2 separate regions of the Mus musculus genome follow, and region 2 is linked to region 1. The links are chromatin contacts, called in public Micro-C maps. All regions are on one chromosome and are shown on one strand. Each heading gives the region's core, a stretch centred on a gene start, on an enhancer-like site or on the middle of the called end of the contact. The rest is flanking DNA. Distances are from core to core; before and after follow the strand shown.

Region 1 (3,320 bases), core at 459-2,958:
GGTCCCGCAAAGTAAAACACTGGTTCAGGGCCACGGCTCCAGAAAGGGCCACAAGCCTTGGCTTCCCCGCACCAGGGTCCACCCGAACATGGTCACTTAGGCGCAGAAAACAAAGGAATCCAGCTCTGGCGTATGAGGCAAGAGAAAACCAGATGGGATGGGCTATCAGGGTGGGCTTTCAGGGGGAGGCTACAGGCTGAGAGAAAGGTCACTCCAAAACGTAGCAGCTTCAACAGTGCAGCGCAAAAACATCTGGAGGTGTTGTGGGGCATGAGTTGGTGTGAGTGTAGGGCATGGAATTAAGGTCCAGCCACAGAGGCTACCAAGCAGAGATTAGTAGGACTACCATTAGATTATAGAGCAGTGGTTCTCAACCTTCCCAATGCTGCAACCCTTTAACACAATTCCTCACGGTGTGGTGACCCCCAACCATTTGTTGTGGTTTGATTTGGCTTTTTGAGACAGGGTTTCTCTGTGTAGCCCTGGCTGTTCTGGAACTCACTCTGTAGACCAGGCTGGCCTTGAACTCACAGAGATCCACCTCCCTCTGCCTTCTAGGTGCTGGGGTTAAAGGGGTGCGCCACTACCACCTAGCTCATAAAAATGTTTTCATTGCTACTTTATAACTGTAACTTGGCTATTGTTATGAATCATGATGTAAATATCTGTGTTTTCCAGTGGACTTAGACAACCCCTGAGAATGGAGTCATTCAACTCCCAAAGTGGTCACGACCCACAGGTTGAGAACCAGTGTTCTAGAAAAAAAAAAGAGTCAGTTTCAGCCATCAAATCAAAAGAGGAGCTTCCAGCAAGCCCCTGGAAGAGCCCTCGGGACTCCAAGAGAGCCCAGACTCTGCCATTTACTTTCCAACACGGACAAACCCGACTCCACTTCCGCAGCCTGGGAGAGAGGAGCTTGGCTTTGTGTTCCCTGATTCATCTCTTTTTATTTTGAAAGAGTCTCATATATCCCAGTCTGACCCCAAACTCACTGTGCAGTCAGGGATGACCACTATTGAACGTCCGATCCTCCTCGCTCTACCTCCCAAGGGCTGGGATTACAGGCGCACACCACCACGTCTGGTTTTGCAGTGCTAGGGTCGGGAAGCCGGGGTCTTTGTGCTTGGGAAGCAAGCGCTCTACCAACTGAGCTACACCCTCAGCCCATCTGCTTCTGGTTGTAGCTATGATGTCCACACATGGGCATACACCACCAGCCAGCCAGCCTTGCCTCAGATTCCCAGCCAGTGACTGTTACCACAAAACTGGCTGGAGAGCGAGCTTGGCCCCAGTCAGCTTTTCCCACAGAGAAACCAGTGTTGGGGTGTTGGCCTCAAGAAAGGACTTGGGCCAAAGTGGGTTCAGAGAGTCCCCGACCCCCACCCAGCAAGCTGGCCTCAGGCGATTGAAGCCTCAAGGACTAATATCTGAACAGATTACCCTATGCCAAGTGCCAAAATCTCCCTGCCCCCTCTTCGCTAGTGAGGAACATGGCTCTCAAGGGGGGTGGGGGGAACCCAGCCAATCCTAACACCTACAGCCTGCTGACTGAACGTGTGTTTGCAAGTGCTTGTAATCACCCATAGGATAAGCACCTTACCCACTACTGCATGTCGAATTGAGGATTCCAGGGCTCCACCATGCCTCCCTGAGTCAGAATTCCCCATCTGAACAGTGGGAGATTCCTGCCCGCCCCGGAGGGCCCCCTGCTCCGCCTCCTCCCGCCTCCCACCCACAACCCTGTAACAATCTGCACCGAGTGTACTGAGCAGCGCTTAGGGTGGAGCCTCATATCAGATAAGATGCCCAAAGCCCAGACACAAACTAAGACCCTGACAGTGGAGAAGGCAGGACGAACCCTCAGGAATGTGCCCAGACTGGGTTAGGGTTTCAGAAAAATCAAAAAGACCCCCGAAGCCCCAGAGTCCAGCTGAGTTAAGTTCACAGCAGGACGACTGCTTCGGGAAAGCTGATCCGGGAAGAATCAGGAACCTAATACTTCACAGGGGCCCTGCGTCCCAGCCGGGACCACCCTGTGGAGACCCCAACGCCCCAACACCACAGCGCAGACATGCTCGCTCAATACCTGGCCTGGTGGGCCAAACTAGGGCTGGGTGGACCTTCTAGGTAAACCTGACCCTCAAGTCTCCTGAGCCTACCCACTACCCAAACTGAGGTGACAGCAGATGAGCAAAGGCACCTGGGGCTCCCTGTTCCTCGAGGGCCTGGCTCCCCCTGCTGGAAAAAGGGGGTATGGCATAGGGAAGGGAAGGCAAGCAACAAGGAAAGGCCAGAAACCATCTAAGAGCTAGCACATATACTCTGGGCCCTGCTGAGCCAAGAATTGTAGCATTCCAAGGGCTAAAAGACCCCAAGATTTTATGACTCACCAAACGCAATCTCCTAAGAGGCCAGTGGAAAGAATTTGTGTTTGTGAGAGTCCATCACTAGGCAAATCTGTGCTAATTCTTGACATCATAAGCCCCATGGTTCGACGCTACCCAAACTCAGGGGCCCTAGCAGGGAGAAAAAAAGAAAGAAAGAAAAGGGGGAAAAAAGCACAAAGAGAGAGGGGGAGAGAAAGAGAAGAGGGGGAGACAGTAATGCAAGCTGGGGAATCTGGTTACAGATGGATGATGGGGAATATAAAACCTCCCTTGGAGTGACCCTCACCAGGTCTGATTGGAGAAGGCTGGCCCATCTGCTTCTTCAAAACCCTCTTGCAGGCTGCAGTACCCACTTGCTTGGGGGGCTCTGACAGCCCACTGTGGGGCTCCGCCTGGACAGAGAGAACTGGAGCAAGATCACCCCATACCAGCGAGGAAGCAGTGGGGTGGAGAGGCACCACACTGCCTTTCCTATGATGGTCTCCATACAAGGTTTCTTTCCTGGGACACATGGATGCATTATCTCATGGCTGCCAACACGTCCTCCCTCCAAGGAGCACTCTCATCCCTTCCACTGCCTCCCAAAATGAGACCTGCCCCAAGGAGAGCTGTGAAGGGCCCAGAGCTCTGTGGTGGTCTCTCTCTGTCCTCCTTTCTATGGACAGAAACTCTGACGCCTCCACCACTGACCCCAGGTGGACTTCACAGGAACCCACACTCACGAGCAGTCTCTTCAGCCTCCAGGGAAGAACGACGGCTGCTTGGTTTTAATCCCAGCTGCTATTTCTTCAGTGCCAACCATGGACAGGGCTCCTCGTGTCTTCTAGACACAGCCCTGCAACTCCACAAGAGCCGTGCAATAATGACAACCACACTGTGGGCTGGGACACTCAGAGACAGCATGCTGGCTCCCCCAGGTCACACAGCCAGCCA
Region 2 (3,339 bases), core at 709-3,208, 160 kb before region 1:
TGTGTGTGTGTGTGTGTGTGTGTCTGTGTGTGTTTGTGATGCACATGGGTAAGCATGGCTGTGGACCCCAGACATCCAGTGTCTTCCTTTCTTTCCACCTTATTTTCTGAGATACGGTCTTGCCGAACTTGAAGCCGCCAGCAAGCCCAGGTAGCTTCCTGACTCCGGCCCCCAGCCCCAGGATTATACATCTTACCTCATTTTCTTGCAGACTCAGGACCTCAGGCTTGTGTGGCAAGCACATTCCTAACCAGGCCATCCCAAACCCCTTCACTGCCCTTTCCTTCCTGACCTCTGCCTCTGTCCCCAGAACCTTATGAGTTTCCAGTCCCCGATCCTCACGTGCTGTCATCATGGCGATGGTGATGAGGCAGCAGCGCTGTCTCTGAGCAGCTCGACCCCTGTTGGTGCCATGTAGCCCCGTGAGCTCTCACAGTGCAGGTGAGGAAACCAAGGCTGTAGAAGCAAAGTGACTTTCCATTGGTCACCCTGCAGTGCAGAGCCAGGGCTTCACTCTCCGGGAGAGTCCCTCATGCTTCTTTGTTCTAGAACTACACTGCTGTCCATCTGTCCATCCATCTGCCTACCCATCTATCCATCCATCTGCCTACCCACCCATCCACCTATCCATCCACCCATCCATCCACCCATCCATCCATCCACTCATCCATCCATCCATCCACTCATCCACCCATCCATCCATGCATGCATCCATGCATCCATCCATCCTTCCATGCATGCATGCATGCATGCATGCATCCATCCATCCATCCATCCACTCATCCACCCATCCATCCATGCATGCATCCATGCATCCATCCATGCATCCATCCACTCATCCACCCACCCATCCATCCACTCATCCACCCATCCATCCATGCATGCACGCATGCATCCATCCATCCATCCATCCATCCATCCATCCATCCATCCATCCATCCATCCTTCCATGCATGCATCCATCCATCCATCCATCCTTCCATGCATGCATCCATCCATCCATCCATGCATCCACCCACCCATCCATCCATTCATCACTCAGCCATCCATCCACCCATCCACTCGTCCGTCCACTCACCCATCCATCCGTCCAGTGACGATTTTAACACATACGTCCCGTTGCCTGTTTTAGTCACTTATTTGTCCCCGTACTAAACAGTTGCTTGCTGAAAATCTACCGTGTGTCAGGCTTGTGCTGCAGAGCTTTGGGAGGTGAGGCTGGCTGCAAGCTTTGAAGGTGGCATGGGCACGTAGGAGAGGTGTTCACGAGGTCAGGATGCTTCCTTGTCATCTGAAGGTCACCCTGGAACCACGTCAGGAAGGTTGGGTTGGCCATGAGCCTGCATGCTCTTGGAGGCTCCGTTGCACCATGGGCCACACTTGGGTCCCAGTAATTTCTAGAGATAAATATACACAAACATACACAGATGTATGTATGTATGTATGTATGTATGTATGTATGTATGTATGTATGCATATGTATAATATATGTGCATGTATGTATATATAAAGTCAGAGTCTCATGTAGTTTAGGCTAGCATCAGCCTCCATGTGTAGCCAAGTATGATCTTGAATTAGTGATTCTTCTCTCTCTGCCTCTGGAGTGCTGGGATTGCTAGATTACAAGCACAGGCCATCACATCTAGTTTATGCTGTATAACTAGGGGTAGAATCCAGGGTCTCATGTACGCTAGGCACTCTACCAAACGTGCTGCAGTCACCCTGTGACCCTTGTTCTTTCTCCTTGCGCACTTCCTCCATTATGTTCCTCATATGTTTCTGAGCCAAACACCACTGACTGGTCTCTCTGAGGCTGCAGGGATGCTCAGCTCGGAGAAAAGCCCCGTATTGAAGACACGCCCATCCACCTGGGCATCCTGGTATCCACCCCAAGCTGGTTCCCTCCAGAGCAAAGCGTCACAACTGGGGCAGTGGGAGAGCCGAGAGGAGCGTGCCCCTCCTCCAGCCCAGCATGGCTCTGCCCTGACTCACAGCCTGACTCTGCAGAAAGGGCTCAGGCTGCAGAGGACTGCCCGGGAGTTTGTGGTTTTGAATTCAGAGAATTCCCTCATCGGCTCAGGGTAGGATGCTGTACTCGTTGAGAGAGACATTTTTACAAAATAAATCCTTAGAGAAGCCAGGCGCTGAGGCTGGGAGGCCTGGCAAGGGATTATTTAAATAAACCCTGTTTTTGAAGCTTCGGGGGCCCAAATGATTTGCCTGAGCCTTTAGTTACTCCTTGTGTTCAGTTTATGGTCCCCAGTGACCCTGAGACAGTGTTCCTTGGAATGACGGCAGCAGGCCCTCTCCCTGGGTGAGAGCTTTGGTCTTTGGAGTCTCTATCATTCCTTTCTTTATTGGGGGGTGGGTAGGAGTCAATTTCACTTTCTTTAAGCAAGCATAGTTCGTAGCATAGTTCTCTCTTCGTGAGGATGTACTTCCTGCCCATTGCAAGTTAAGGGCCCCAGGTTCTAGCCTGTGGGATGTTCATGTACCACCCCCCATGGCCACATTGTCCCCATGTTCCTTAAGAAGGCAAGGAGATTTCATCCAGTCCTCTTAGGCTGGGACAACACTGGAATGGCTAATGTCCTGAGCCTTCCAGACCTTACTGCACACTTGCCTCTTTGCATGAGACTGAGGCTCGTGTATTCAGGCATCTGTGTAGCTTGCTGGGTGGCTGAGGACAGCCTTGAACTCCCTCTTTCTCCTGCCTCTCCCTGGGATTACACCAGGATCCGTTTTATGACGTGTTGGGGATCAAACCAAGGAAGGGCCTTGGTTGTGTTAGGCAACCACTCTACCAAGCGAGCCAAATCGCACCACTCAGCACATTTCTAAGTGTCCCCTGGGGGAGCGCAGTGCTCAAGTGAGACCCACGAAGTGACTGCAGTTCAGGCCTCGGCCCCTGGGTCCCTTGTCTGCATGAGCTTGAACTCAGCTGTCTTCCTTTGTCTCTCCCTAGGCGCCCTGTATCTCTCTGTCTTTGCGGCTTTCCCATGATCCTTTGCCCAGAGCTGGAGTGACAGCATCAGCCTCAGACTGTGCCCAGCTCTCACTTTCTCCTCAGTAAAGGGGGAGGGGGGCAGAGCAGAGCCTTTCCCCCAGAATAAGTGAATCCAGCGCTTCTGTGGGGCCCATGGGACAATGTCAGGGCTGTGGCTGTCCCTAGGTGGCAAGCTTCTTCTGGTGGAGAGCTGGCTCGTGCATCCTGCTCCCCATTGCTGACAACACGTTGCCTCCCCTGAGGCTCCCTTGTGGTGGTAAAAGGCAGGTCCCACCCCTACAGACACCCCCTTGTCCCCCCAAAACTGCACAGCAACCAGACCAACAAAGATG

What was found. A called contact is a pair of places that touch in the nucleus more often than the background predicts.
Region 2: a Micro-C map of the G1E-ER4 cell line shows a contact between it and region 1. The contact joins two enhancer-like sites. A contact is called at or near these places in 1 of 484 Hi-C or Micro-C datasets (the G1E-ER4 cell line), 3 of 115 datasets of contacts at active chromatin or transcription factors (the HPC-7 cell line, double positive thymocytes and embryonic stem cells) and 2 of 9 other capture datasets (adipose tissue and pancreatic islet).

The regions. Positions count from the first base shown.
Region 1 is chr4:136,647,994-136,651,313 of GRCm38.p6, reverse strand. It overlaps Ephb2 (Eph receptor B2), which reads left to right. Exons shown (of 16, transcript NM_010142.4): 16 at 1-3,320. Among named protein-coding and RNA genes, the nearest start is that of Lactbl1, 27 kb to the right of the region's middle. Within about 2 kb of position 1,708, at least 55 of the 459 cell types and tissues checked have an H3K27ac peak or open chromatin away from gene starts, as enhancers often do. A contact at or near this core is called in the G1E-ER4 cell line, where this site is marked.
Region 2 is chr4:136,807,285-136,810,623 of GRCm38.p6, reverse strand. The region is part of intron 1 of Ephb2 (Eph receptor B2); the gene reads left to right. Among named protein-coding and RNA genes, the nearest start is that of Gm52708, 9.4 kb to the right of the region's middle. Within about 2 kb of position 1,958, at least 89 of the 459 cell types and tissues checked have an H3K27ac peak or open chromatin away from gene starts, as enhancers often do. A contact at or near this core is called in the G1E-ER4 cell line, where this site is marked.